Regions from separate parts of the Oryctolagus cuniculus genome. Here region 1 is linked to region 2. Evidence: chromatin contacts called from public Micro-C data. All regions are on one chromosome and are shown on one strand. Each heading gives the region's core, a stretch centred on a gene start, on an enhancer-like site or on the middle of the called end of the contact. The rest is flanking DNA. Distances are from core to core; before and after follow the strand shown. Region 1 holds the start of MRPL38 (mitochondrial ribosomal protein L38). Region 2 holds the start of EXOC7 (exocyst complex component 7).

Region 1 (6,746 bases), core at 694-3,193, 170 kb after region 2:
CCCGAGGCTGGGACCCAGGTGCTGCCAGGTGGGCCCCTTCCCTGCGAGGCCCAGTGCCTGTACCGACTCCGCACCTCTGTCTCCCGGCACTGGGCACCTGGACGGTGCGTGCTGAGCGGGGCTCTATCTGCAGCTTAGAGAGCTCGCGTGACTGCGGGGGTACTGCTTGACGTGGTTCCGAGGAGGGGACACAGGGCACAGCCGTGAGGGCTCCCCCTCGGGACCTGGGGCCTGGACGTGGGTGACTGGGCAGTGCCCATGGCCCAGCCAGGCGGTGACGTTCCAGGGGCACTGTCCTCCGTGCCTGTCACGGGCGTCGAGGTGTGACAGAGGCTGTATTCTCCCAACCATTTTCTCCTGGGCCACAGCGCTGAGTGCTGTGTAGCTGCTGGTCTTGTCCTCAAAATATTCTTAGAAAAATGGGGGGGCGCCGCGGCTCACTTGGCTAATCCTCCGCCTGCGGTGCCGGCACACCAGGTTCTAGTCCCGGTCGGGGTCCTGGGTTCTAGTCCCAGTGACTCCTCTTCCAGGCCAGCTCTCTGCTGTGGCCCGGGAGTGCAGTGGAGGATGGCCCAGGTGCTTGGGCCCTGCACCCATATGGGAGACCAGAAGCACCTGGCTCCTGGCTTTGGATTGGCACAGCGCTGGCCGTAGCGGCCATTAGGGGAGTGAACCAACGGAAGGAAGACCTTTCTCTCTGTCCCTCTCTCTCACTATCTATAACTCTACCTGTCAAATAAAAAAAAAAAAAAAAGAAAAAAGAAAAATTGGGGGGGCAGTGCTGTGGCACAGTGGGCTAAGCCACTGCCTGTGACACCGGCATCCCATATGAGCGCCAGTTCGAGTGCTGGCTGCTCCACTTCTGACCCAGCTCCCCACTAATGGACCTGGGAAAGCAGCAGATGATGCCCAAGTGCGTGGGCTCCTGCCACCCACCACGAGACCTGGATGGAGTTCCAGACTCAGCCATTACAGCCATTTGGGGAATGAACCAGGGGATAGAAGATCTTTGTCTCACCTTCTCGCTAACTTTGCCTTTCAAATAATCTTATTTTTAATCATTAAAAAAAATTCTTAAGATCAAAACCCAAACACTTAACTCAGCTCCTTCTAGAAAAATATCCATGCAAAGTAACAAGGATTTAAAAAAAGATGGCGTGGTCGGCGCCGGGGCATAGCCGGGGAAGCTGCTTGTGGTGCCGCATCCCATAAGGAGCCAGTTCGAGTCCCAGCCGCTCCATTTCCCGACCAACTCCCCGCTGATGTCCTAGGAAAAGCAGCAGAGGATGGCCCAGGTACTTGGGCCCCTACACCCGTGTGGGAGACCCGGAGGACATCACTAGCTTCCGCCAGGCTGCTGTGGGCGTTTGGGGAACCAGTGGATGGACAGTTCCTGTCTCAAATAAAGATTTAAAGATGCCAAGCGAGTCCCAACTGAGTGGAGGTCAGGATGGGGAGAGATCACCACCCGGGTGGCCAGCAAGCCTGGAGCCTCTCACTGCGTGTCTTCACGTGCGGAGGGGCCAGGCAACACCCCGAGCCTGGGCGCCGCCGCCCCCCCGCCCACGAGCAGGTGCACACCACGGAGCAGGTGCGCACCACGGAGCAGGTGCGCAGAAGCGATGCCGACAGGGCTGGCCGGCCTCCTCCCTCTGGGGCGGCTCGCGGCGCTCTTCCCAAATGAGGAAACGGCAGGGCCCAAGGGGAGGTCACAGTGTGGACCTCAACCCCCCGCGCTGCGGTTCCACAATCCAGCTCGCGCCGCGCGCTCCCACCCAGGCCCGCACCGCTGCGGGAGCTCGGCGTTCGCTCTACTCTCGGCCTCGGCCGCCCCCTGGTGGCCGCCCGCGGAAAGGGCTCGGGACTTCCGGAAGGCGTCGTCTGCCGCCCGACTGCCGGGGCGCGGACTCCGGGGCGGGACCTCGGGAGAGGAGCACTGCTTCCGGGGCGGGGCTTCGATGAGAGCTGCTTCCGGGGGCGGGGCTTCGATGCGAGCTGCTTCCGGGGCGGGGTCTCTAGAGAGGAGCGCTGCTTCCGGGGCGGGGCTACGGGAGAGACAGTGGCTGCCGGGCTAAAGATGGCGGCGCCCTGGTGGCGAGCCGTGCTGCGTGGGAGTCGGAGCTGGCGGGGCTTCAGCACCTCGGGTGAGGGGACCTGGGGGGCGCGAGCCTTCGGAGGTTCCCCGGAGCTCGAGCCGGCCTGCCCCCCGCTCCCGCTGGCCTGACGCCCGCTCTCTGCCTGCAGCCGCGCTCAGCCGCCGGACCGCCCCGCTCGGGCCGATGCCCAACGAGGACATCGACGTGAGCGACCTGGAGCGGCTGGAGAAGTACCGCGGCTTCGACCGCTATCGGCGCCGGGCCGAGCAGGAGGCGCGGGCCCCGCACTGGTGGCGGACCTACCGGGAGTACTTCGGGGCCGAGACAGGTGCGGGGCGGCGGGCGCGGGCGCGGGCTCGGGGCGTCATTCGATGTCCGCTGTCGGCTCCTTGGTTCACGTCCTCGGCGCGGCCTACTGGGAAACTCCCCCCTCACCCCTGTTACTAGGGCCCCACCCCTGCCTTGTTCCCGCGTGGGACGCCCCGTGTGCGGTCACGCCCCCCACGTCCTGTTCGCGCCTCCCCCAGCTCGCCAGGTACCCTGCCCGCCCTGCCCACCACGGGACCCCTCATCCCAGGGCGCCGGGCACGTAGGCTCTGAGCTGCTGTCGCTTAGGCTTCGGTTTCTCAACTGCAGAATAAAACGATTGTGTTTTATCACACAGTTGTGTGAAAATTAAAGGATGTGTGTCCACTGAAAGGCAGAGGGAGAGACGTGCCTTCCGTGCGCTGGGTCACTCCCCAAATGGCCAGACTGGGCTACGCTTCGAAGCCAGGGTCCCGGAACTCCATCCGCGTCTCACCAAGCAGGTCGTTTGGGCCGCCCTCCACTGCTGTCCCAGGGAGCTGGATTGGAAGCGGAGCAGCCGGGACTTGAACTGGCGCCCACGTGGGATGCCGGCACTGCAGCCAGAGGCAGACCTGCTGTACCACAATGCCACCCCCAGCCCCACTGAAGTTCTTGGACTGGGGGCCGGTGCTGGGGTGCAGCAGGTTCAGCCACACAGCCTGTGATGCCGGCATCCCTCATGGGCACCGGTTCGATTCCCAGTTGCTCTGTTTCTGATCCAGTGCCCTGCTGGTGCCCCGGGGAGGCGGCAGGTGACCTGAGCCCCTGGGCCCTGGCACACACGTGGGAGACCCAGCTGGCCCTGGCACCAGCTTTGCGGACAGACCTTCCCGTCTGTTGCTCTGCCTTTCGGATAGATGAAAAGCAGATGCACGTTGAGTAAATAGAGCTGGTGTGATGTGTCTCCATTAAAATGTGAGAAGGGGTTTTCCACTGTTGTTCAGGTTTACTTACTTGAGAGGGAGAGAGATTATCCATCGCTGGCCCACCCTCCAGATGGCTGCAACAGCCGGGCCTGGGTCAGACCAGAGCCAGGAGCCAGGAGCTCCATCCTGGTCTCCCACGCGGGTGCAGTGGGCCGTCCTCTGCTGCTTTCCTAAGCGTATCAGCAGGAAGCTGGATCGGAAGTAGAGCAGCCGGGACTCGAACCTGGTACTCAGATAGCAGACGCTGCCGTGGCAAGCGGCAGCTTAACCTGCTGTGCCACCACGCTGTCCCCTGAGTTCTAACTGCCTGCTCCTGGCACTCAGGGCACAGGTGCTGTGCCTGGCTGCATAATTGGGATGGCCGTCCACCTGATTTCCCCTGACCTAGATAACAGTGGCCTGGCTTGGGGTTCAGAAAGTGCAGCCTCCAGTTACATGGGCCTGGGGGCGCGCGCTGTGGTGCAGTGGATAAAGCCTCCGCCTGCAGTGCCGGCAGCCCACGTGGGTGCCAGTTGGTGCCCCGGCTGCTCCTCTTCTGATCCGGCTCTCTGCTAATGCGCCTATGAAAGCAGTGGAGGATGGCCCGAGTGCTTGGGCCCCTGCACCCACCTGAGAGACTTGGAAGAAGCTCCTGGCTCCTGACTTGGGATTGGCCCAGCTCCGGCCCTTGCAGCCATCGGGGAGTGAACCAGCAGATAGAGGACCTCTCTCTGTAACTCTGCCTCTCAAATAAATAAGCCTTTAAAAAAATTGTGTGGGATTTGTGCAGCATTGGTCCCTGTTGAAGCTGGGAGGCGCACATCACGGTGAGGACTGGGTAGGGACAGGGGCTCCACCGAGACCTGGCCTTCTTCCAACACTTCTCCCCTCCCCAGATCCCAGAGGTGAGATCGACATTGGGCTGCCCCCACCCCAGGTCAGCCGGGCCCAGCAGCTGCTGGAACGGAAACAGGCCCTCCGGGAACTGCGGGCCAACCCGCGGGAGGAGCAGGCCGCCCGCCTCCGCACAGGTGAAGCCCTCGCGGGAGGGAGCCCGGGTGCGTCCCTGCCCCCACCCTGCACCCCAACGGGCACGTTCCTTCCCAGCCAGCATCCCCCTGGAGGCCGTGCGGGCCGAGTGGGAGCGGACGTGCGGCCCCTACCACAAGCAGCGTGTGGCCAAGTACTGCGGCCTCTACCGAGACCTGTTCCACGGGGCCACCTTCGTGCCCCGTGTCCCCCTGCACGTGGCCTACGCCGTGGGTGATGAGGACCTGGTGCCCGTGTACTACGGCAATGAGGTGACCCCGACCGAGGTGAGGGCTCGCCGCGCGCTCCTGCCTGCCCTGGGTGCTCAGGCAGGCCCGGGTGCGGCTTTGCCACTCTCTGTTGCTTTGCTTTCTTGGGAGACAGCACCATGACAGCACAGAGACTGGCCCACCGCCTCTGGGTGCCCTCCTGGCCGCTGGCCTGTTGGGGGTCCGATCTGGGGACAGGCCGCTCCGTAGGGCTCCATAAAGAACTCGGGGCTGCTGTGGGCGGGGCTGTGGAGGGCACTCGGCGCCCACCCGGCCGTCCGGTGGGAGTGACCGGTCTGTTCTCCCCACCAGGCTGCCCGCGCCCCAGAGGTGACTTACGAGGCAGAGGAGGGCTCCAGGTGGACCCTGCTGCTCACCAACCTGGGTAGGTGTCTTGGGCCCGCTCGGCCTCCTGCCTCTGCTCCCATGGGCCAGGGCCCTGGGGAGCTGGGGGGGTCCCTGGCTCCAGAGCCGGAGCTGCAGCTCCCCCCGTGGTGAGTGGGGTGTGTTTGCGTTGCAGATGGGCACCTGCTGGAGCCGGACGCCGAGTACCTCCACTGGTTGGTGTGAGTACCTGGGGGGGGCTGGGAGGAGCAGCCAGTCCCCACGCGCTGCATCGGCTCACGAGGGTCGCCCATACCTCCCCACCATCGGACGCGGAGACGGGCAGAGGGGGAGAGGACCCGAGAGGCCTCTGGCAGCTGCCACGCCTCCAGATGCTCGCTGAGCCGCTGGGCCTCGCTCCCTGCGTGCCTGGGCCCAGCCGCCTTGTTCTCAGTGGCCGTGGCTCTGAGCAGGCCAGGAGGCGGGGCCGGGCAGGGGACCCCAGCCGCTCAGCCTCGTGTCATCCCGATGGTCTCTGGATACGGCCTGCTGGCGTCACGGCCCTGAGCCGCTGCTCCAGCCCTCCCCTCCCGTCCCGTCCAGTGCGTCTGGGTGTGTCCAGAGACGCGCATTGACCTCCAGGGTCTGTGTTCCCCGCCTCCCCCGCTGGGGGTTTCAGCAGATGCTGTCCCCCCCGACAGAACCAACATCCCGGGCAGCCGGGTGGCAGAGGGACAGGAGACCTGTCCCTACCTGCCCCCGTTCCCCGCCCGCGGCTCCGGCTTCCACCGCTGTGTCTTCCTGCTCTTCAAGCAGGCCGAGCCCATCGACTTCTCGGAGGACAGCCGGCCCTCCCCCTGGTAATCCACACCCCGACACGCGGTCCCCGCGGTGGGCGCTCGGGCTGCCTCTGTCCACCCAGGCCTTGCGGGTCAGGCAGGCCCGGGGCTCCCCCGCACTCACGCTGCCCACCCTCACAGCTACCGGCTGGCCCAGCGCACCTTCCGCACCTTTGATTTCTACAAGAAGCACCAGGCAGCCATGACCCCAGCCGGCCTGGCCTTCTTCCAGTGCCGCTGGGATGACTCCGTCACCCACATCTTCCACCAGCTCCTGGGTAAGGGGGGGCATGACTCTTCACCCACGTCTTCCACCAGCTCCTGGGTAAGGGGGGGCATGACTCCGTCACCCACGTCTTCCACCAGCTCCTGGGTAAGGGGGGGCATGACTCCGTCACCCACGTCTTCCACCAGCTCCTGGGTAAGGGGGGGCACTCGGGCTGGGGCGCCCCACGCTGCCCCTGTCCGTCCCGGGGCAGCCCTGTCGGGACTGACGGGAGCCCCCCCCCATCACAGACATGCGGGAGCCGGTGTTCGAGTTCGTGCGGCCGCCCCCTTACCACCCCAGGCAGAAGCGCTTCCCGCACAGGCAGCCCCTGCGCTATCTGGACCGGTACAGGGACAGTCAGGAGCCCTCCTACGGCATCTACTGAGGAGCCAGAGGGAAGCCGAGAGAAGGGGCGCTCGGGGCGGTGCTGGAGTGCCAATAAAGATGTTTCCCGCGTGCCTGGTCTGGGCCTGCGTTCGCGAGTGGCTGGAGCGCCCCCGGGGCTGCATGGGTGGGAGGGGGCTGCTTCCCCGCCAGGAAGTGCCCCTCGCCTCCACTGCGGGGCATGTGGGGGTCCTGCCACCAGTGGCTGGAAGAGTTCAGAGAGAAAGCAGGCAGTGGGCTCCTGAAAGAGATCTCCCAGTGCTGAGTACGGATCAGGGGGCCAC
Region 2 (7,203 bases), core at 1,263-3,762:
GTAGCCAATCACATCCCACCCAGGCCAGAGCCGATCATTGTAGCCAATCACGTTCCACCCACGGCCAGCGCCGATCACTGTAACCAATCACATCCCACCCAGGCCAGCGCCGATCACTGTAGCCAATCACGTTCCACCCACAGCCAGCTCCGATCACTGTAGCCAATCACGTTCCACCCACGGCCAGCGCCGATCACTGTAGCCAATCACGTTCCACCCACGGCCAGCTCCGGTTAATGAGAGATCGGCCCTGCCCGCCCGAAGCCCACCTTCCCCGCACCCGAGCCGGAGGCCGTGACAGTCTACTGTTCCGGAACACCTACATTCCGACCAGAATTTGGCCGCCTTGGGACACTTCCGAAGGCTCGGGAAAGGTCATTTGTCTTGCGCCTCCCATGCTGGCCGCTCGCCTTCCGCCTGTTATTTCTGCGAAGCCCGGCTGGGCCGCCGCTTCCCTGAATCCATCCATGCCTCCCTGCCCACACGGCTGACGCGGAGCCCAGAGCAAGTTCAACTCATTTTTCAAAGTTCTGTCCACACTCCAAGAGGGACGGTTGTCACAAACAGCCTGCTTTTCACAGTGAGTTTTCCTGGAGACCAGCTGGCCCGCTCTGCACAGTCCCAGCCAGGCCTGTGGGGCCCACTCCACCAGCTGCGTGCACTCGGCGCCTGGACCTCCCGGGCCCCAGCCTCCCGTCTGTGCCGGGCTGCAGGTGCATCACCGAGACCAGACAGCTGGGGCCAGCGCAAACATGAGGCTCTCGGTGACTGGCAGTGCGCTACAAAGCTACACTTAGGACTGGAAGGGCAGGTGAGAACATGCAGCACACAGGGGCTGGGCCCCGTGAGGACAGCCTCCCAGCCCTCCCGCAGCTTAGCAAGTACCCCCCTGCCTTTTTTTTTAATATTATTATTTTTTATTTTTTGACAGGCAGAGTGGACAGTGAGAGAGAGAGAGACAGAGAGAAAGGTCTTCCTTTGCCATTGGTTCACCCTCCAGTGGCTGCCGCGGCCGGCGCACCGCGCTGATCCAATGGCAGGAGCCAGGTGCTTTTCCTGGTCTCCCATGGGGTGCAGGGCCCAAGCACTTGGGCCATCCTCCACTGCACTCCCTGGCCACAGCAGAGAGCTGGCCTGGAAGAGGGGCAACCGGGACAGAATCCGGCGCCCCGACCGGGACTAGAACCCGGTGTGCTGGCGCCGCAAAGTGGAGGATTAGCCTAGTGAGCCGCAGCGCCGGCCCCCCTGCCTTTTGCTAGCAGGTGAACCATGCCCGAAGAGCGAGGGAGAGCCGGCCCACCAGGCTCCAATCACTGGGTGCAAGAGGTCATTGCCGGCGTGGTGGTGGGCATTGACTGGAGGGGCTTCTCTTCAGGGAACGCCAGGTCCGGCTAGAAAGTAACCACACCTGCCTGTAGCCCCCAGACTGAAGCCCGCGGGGCCACCATAACATTACACAGAGAACACCGCAGCCTGGCTAACCAGGGGAAGGCGGGCTACCACCACCCAACCAGGAGCCCACACAGGCACTGCACACCCATCTCGTTCCAGCTTCCTCCGCGAGACCCTTCGCCCCTCCTCCTCAGTGGCCCAGGAATCAGGCCCATGGCTGCCCAGCGCCTTGCTCTGTGCATTGCGACATCAGCTTCCTATCCCAGCCGTGGCACAGCGGGCCCAGCTGCCTGCTCATCGCCTGTGACACCGGCTTCCTGTAGGGACGCGGGTTCCAGTCCCGGCTGCTCCCCTGCAGATCCAGCTCCCTGCTAAGGCGCCCGGGAAAGCCGGATGGGGCCCAAGTGCGTGGGCCCCTGCGCCCACGGGGGAGACCCAGGTGGAGGTTCCACGAGGTACCTTCCGCCAGTCCAGAGAGCACTTGGCAACCCTTCCTCCTGGCTTGGGGCTTTTATCCCTAAAGACTGAGGGGCGTTGACTAGTGCGGCTCTGACCATGATTGGCATTTGTGATTGACACCTGGGAGCTGCAGCCCTTTGGGCTGTCTGGGCATGTGGCTACAAACTAGACTTAGGTTTGTAAATGGTTTGCCTGGACGCCACTGTATCAGAGTACTTTAAACACAAGTTAAACTGAAAGCCGGGTGACCCTCGGATGACGGTTTTGTGCCTCCAACCCTCCCCACCCCCGTCACTTGTGCCCAACCACCTGACAGCCCCAAACCTTGCTACCCCACAGCACCTGCCGCATTCTATGCCTGCCCGTGCCCGGACACCTGGACCCAGGGCGACTAACAAAGCAGGAAGCAGTACCGCCATGTGCTTCCCCAGGGAATGGGGCCGCAGGCAGGGTGGGCAGGCAAAGGAAGGGGAAGGAGAACTTTGGCGCCTGCACCCAAAGCGCGAGTCAGCACCGACAGAAAACAGGGCGCTCCGGGTCTGCCTTCCTCTCCTGCCACACTTAAAATGGCCGCCCACCCATGCCTATGCCTGAGCTCTGCGCAGGCGCATTTCTGCCTGCCACTCCCAACATGGCTCCACACGCGCCCGGGGCGGGGCTAAGGGCGGAAGTGGGTGTGACAGGGACGGGAGCCGAGCGGGCCCGCTGCGGGAAGACGCTGAGGAGTGGAGGCCGCACGGTTTGGAGCGATGATTCCCCCGCAAGAGGCGTCCGCCCGGCGGCGGGAGATCGAAGACAAGCTGAAGCAGGTGGGCTGGGCACGCGGTGAGGGGCAGGGGCCGGGAGCCGGGCCGGGGCAGTGGTGGGAGAGGGGCTGGGGGCTTGGCCGGGGGGCCGGGAAGCGGTGGGCTGGGTCAGCCCTCTGCTTCTGCTAATGGCCCGCTCTCCGCTCCCCGCAGGAGGAGGAGACGCTGTCTTTCATCCGAGACAGCCTGGAGAAGAGCGACCAGCTCACCAAGAACATGGTGAGGAGGGGCTCGCGGGCCCCGGGGGAGAGCCCAGGGCCGGGGGCGCCGGGGGCGAGGCGGGGCTCCCCAGCCACAGTGGACAGCTGCCACCGTGCGCCCTCCCCGTGTTCCGGCCCCTGGCTGGGGACGCTGCGGCCCTGCCGCGCTCCGTCTGTCCATGTAGTGGTCCGGGTACCGTCCAGTGCAGGTCCTTTCGGCGATGGGCGGTCCCAGGGGCTCTGGGGTAGGAGGAGCTCTGAATTCAGAGCCGAGATCTGGTCCGTGCCCCCAGTCCCCCTTCTGTGGCTCCCGACAGGTGCCTCGGAGCCGCAGCGTCAAGGTCAACCTCCCAGTCTGGAGGCCGTGAGAGCTATTGCTGTGAACCCACGGCCTGGTATACAGCAGGCGCTCAGTAAATGAGTCTGCATTCCTAGCGGAGACTGGACGAGCGCGAATTGAGTGAATGATGGGTTTGGACTTTTATTTGTCACCCTGTAGTGAAGTCTCAGTGCTGATGGTGGGAGAGGGTTTCGGGGGCACCGGCAGTGCCGTTGAGGCTGCTCTGTGTGAAGCGGCTTTACCTTCCGCCTGAGAAGGCTTCGCTGAGAACAGAAATCGAGACTTGGCTTCTCAGGGTAGAAGTCTGGGGTGATTACTCTAGGAAGAATTAATTTGATGCTTATTTTGCCTTCAAATCTTTTTTTTTTTTTTCTTTTTGACAGGCAGAGTTAGACAGTGAGAGAGAGAGACAGAGAGAAAGGTCTTCCTCCCGTTGGTTCACCCTCCAAATGGCTACCACGGCTGGCACACCGCGCTGATCTGAAGCCAGGAGCCAGGTGCTTCTCCTGGTCTCCCATGGGGTGCAGGGCCCAAGCACTTGGGCCATCCTCCACTGCACTCCCTGGCCACAGCAGAGAGCTGGCCTGGAAGAGGAGCAACCAGGACAGAATCCTGCGCCCCGACAGGGACTAGAACCCGGTGTGCCAGTGCCGCAGGCGGAGGATTAGCCTAGTGAGCCGCGGCGCCGACCTTTTTTCCTTTTTTCTTTTTAAAGATTTGTTTGTTTGAGAGGTAGCGTACAGACAGAGAGAGGGAGAGACAGACCAGCTCCTCCTTGGGAAAAGATTTCCTTTTCTTAGGTTTGGAGGAAGAGGCAGGCGGCTGCTCTATCCTGTTCTCCTGAGGAGCCTCCTGGGGCTTTTGCTTTTTCCTCTTTTTGGGTTTCTCCTGCGCCTCCTACAGGGAGATGGGGGAGGTCTGTGAGAGAGGTCTTCCATCCACTGGTTCACTCCCCAGATGGCCGCGACAGCCGGAGCTGCACCCATGTGAAGCCGGGAGCCGGGAGCTGCTTCTGGGTCTGCCATGCAGGGGCCCACGCACTTGGGCCGTCTTCACTGCTTTCCCAGGCCGTAGCAGAGGAACAGCCAGGAGACAAACTGGCGCCCATATGGGATGCCAGTGCCACAGGAGGAGGCTTAGCCCAGAGTGCCAGCCCCCAAATTTCAGCTGGCACGTTTTGGACCACCTGCTCTGTGTCAGGCACATGAGGGATGCAGCGGGGGACGGGTCCATCCTGTCCCTTCCCGCGTGGAGCTTCCCGTGTGGAAGCGCAGAGACCGCGGTGCTGAGGGCGCTGAACGCCGGGGCCTCCCCGCAGGTGTCCATCCTGTCGTCCTTCGAGAGCCGTCTCATGAGGCTGGAGAACTCCATCATCCCCGTGCACAAGCAGACGGAGAACCTGCAGCGGCTGCAGGAGAACGTGGAGAAGACGCTGTCCTGCCTGGACCACGTCATCAGCTACTACCACGTGGCCAGCGACACCGAGAGGATCATCAGGGAGGGGTGAGCCCGGCCCTCGGGTCCTGGCCCAGTGCCCTGGGCCGCGGAAGGGGCCGTGGAATGCCTGACCGTGCAGCCCCGCACCGCGTGCTCCCCCTCCCCCTCCCGCTGAGCCGGGTCCTTTCCGCCGCAGCCCCACAGGGAGGCTGGAGGAGTACCTGGGGAGCATGGCCAAGATCCAGAAGGCTGTGGAGTACTTCCAGGACAACAGCCCAGACAGCCCGGAGCTCAACAAAGTGGTAAGGGGCCGAGGGGCCGTGGGAGAGGTGAGGGGACGCGCAGCCCGGTCCCCATCGCCCGGGGCACGCTGGGTCAGCATGGAGAGGGCTGTGGAGAACACAGGGCGGACTGCAACCTGATACGCATGCGTCGAAGGCAAGACCTCTGCTTCAGATGGCGTAGGTGTACGTGTAAACCGCATAGAAGGTGTAAATGCAGCATTTGGTTTCTAGAGCTGATTTGCGGCTTATCGTGGTAAACATGCATCATACAAGGTTTGCCATCGTAACCTTTCTAAGTGCACGCTCGGGGCGTGGAGCCCCGGCCTCCTGCTTATGCTCACCCTGCGATGGGAGATGACGATGCAGGGGACGACAGAGAGAGGGAGAAATCTCCCGTCCACCCGTTTCCTCCCCTCATGCCTACGGCAGCCGGGGCTGGACCAGACTGAAACAGGAGCCCGGATTCCGTGTGGGTCTCCCACGTGGGTGGCAGGGACCCCAACACTCCGCTGTCACCTGCTGCTCTCCCAGGCGCCTTAGCAAGGAGCTGGGTTGGAAGTAGAGCAGCCAGGGCTCACAAACCAGCACTGGCCACGCAGCTGCCCACGGCCACAGCCCACGGCCACAGCCCACGGCCGCCGCCCACGGCCACCGCCCACGGCCACAGCCCACGGCCACCGCCCACGGCCACAGCCCACGGCCGCCGCCCACGGCCGCCGCCCACGGCCGCCGCCCACGGCCGCCGCCCACGGCCACAGCCCACGGCCGCCGCCCACGGCCACAGCCCACGGCCACCGCCCACGGCCACAGCCCACGGCCACAGCCCACGGCCGCCGCCTCCTGTGCCCGCAGAAGCTGCTCTTTGAGCGGGGGAAGGAGTCTCTGGAGTCCGAGTTCCGCAGCCTGATGACCCGGCACAGCAAGGTCGTGTCCCCGGTGCTCATCCTGGACCTGATCGGGGGCGACGACGAGCTGGAGCTGCAGGAGGACGTGGGCCTGGAGCACCTGCCGGAGAGCGCGCTGCAGGACGTGACCCGCATCTCCCGCTGGCTGGCGGAGTACGGCCGCAACCAAGGTGAGGCTGCGCTGGCCCTGGCCCTGGCTCTGGCCCTGGCCCTGGCCCTCGCCCGGGTATTTTTAGTAAAAAGAAGTTTAGTAGGAAACAATGTCACACAACCCTTTTTTTCTTTAAGATTTATTTCTTCAGGGCAAAGGAGAGGGGTATGTGTTTTCTGTCCACTAGTTCACTCCCTAGATGTCCACACTGGCCAGGTCTGAGCCAGGCCGAAACCAGGAGCCAGGAACTCCATTCAGGTCTCCCACACGGGAGGCAGGGCCCAGGTACCTGGGCCGTCATCCACTGTTTTTCCAGTCCTGGATCAGCAGCGGAATAGGCGGGGCTCCGATCGGCTCTCTGGTATCACAAGTGGTGACTTAGCCCACTGCGCCGTAACGCCAGCCCCCCAAAACCTTACTTTCATGTTCACTTTTTCTGATTCACTGTAAAATTTTCAAATCGTGCAGAAAGCCCCAGGTTAGAGTCGAAGTCCATTGCCCCACTCCTCTGAGCCTGCGGCGTCGTAACCCAAAGATGAGCTCCTCATGGTTTATTTTCACTTTCAAAAAATCTTTTTGCAACCGTGTGTGTATGAGAGAGGTTCACCACATGTGTTCTCCCTTCTTGATATCCTACGTTCATTTACGCAGTGCTTACATATCAGAGTCTGTGTACTGGGCACAATGCTGTTTTCTTTTAAAGTGAAAGTCATCTTTTTTTTTTTTTTTTTTTTTTTTTTTTGACAGGCAGAGTTAGACAGCGAGGAGAGAGAGAGAGACAGAGAGAAAGGTCTTCCTTTGCCATTGGTTCACCCCCCAAATGGCCGCTATGGCCAGCGCTGCGCCGATCTGAAGCCAGGAGCCAGGTGCTTCTCCTGGTCTCCCATGGGGTGCAGGGCCCAAGCACTTGGGCCATCCTCCACTGCACTCCCGGGCCACAGCGGAGAGCTGGCCTGGAAGAGGGGCAACCGGGACAGAATCCGGCGCCCCAACCGGGACTAGAACCTGGGGTGCCAGCGCTGCAGGCGGAGGATTAGCCTAGTGAGCCATGGCACCGGCCCATCCTTTTTTTTTTTTTTTTTTTTTTTTTAAGATTTATTTATCTATTTGAAAGACAGAGTTGCAGAGAGGGAGAGAGACCTTCCATCCGCTGGTTCACTCCCCAGATGGCCACAATGGCCAGAGCTGAACTAATCCAAAGCCAGGAGCGAGGAGCTTCTTCTGGGTCT

What was found. A called contact is a pair of places that touch in the nucleus more often than the background predicts.
Region 1: a Micro-C map of ear pinna shows a contact between it and region 2, with 6 times the contacts expected there. The contact joins the promoter of MRPL38 here to the promoter of EXOC7 in region 2. A contact is called at or near these places in 2 of 6 Hi-C or Micro-C datasets (ear pinna and an unstated tissue).

The regions. Positions count from the first base shown.
Region 1 is chr17:4,757,425-4,764,170 of mOryCun1.1, forward strand. MRPL38 (mitochondrial ribosomal protein L38) reads left to right here and starts at 1,944. Exons shown (of 9, transcript XM_070060293.1): 1 at 1,944-2,144; 2 at 2,245-2,424; 3 at 4,246-4,380; 4 at 4,457-4,665; 5 at 4,960-5,032; 6 at 5,168-5,213; 7 at 5,673-5,831; 8 at 5,952-6,088; 9 at 6,327-6,536. The coding sequence starts at 2,078. The coding sequence ends at 6,463.
Region 2 is chr17:4,589,816-4,597,018 of mOryCun1.1, forward strand. EXOC7 (exocyst complex component 7) reads left to right here and starts at 2,513. Exons shown (of 20, transcript XR_011383352.1): 1 at 2,513-2,660; 2 at 2,811-2,876; 3 at 4,516-4,700; 4 at 4,831-4,936; 5 at 5,771-5,993.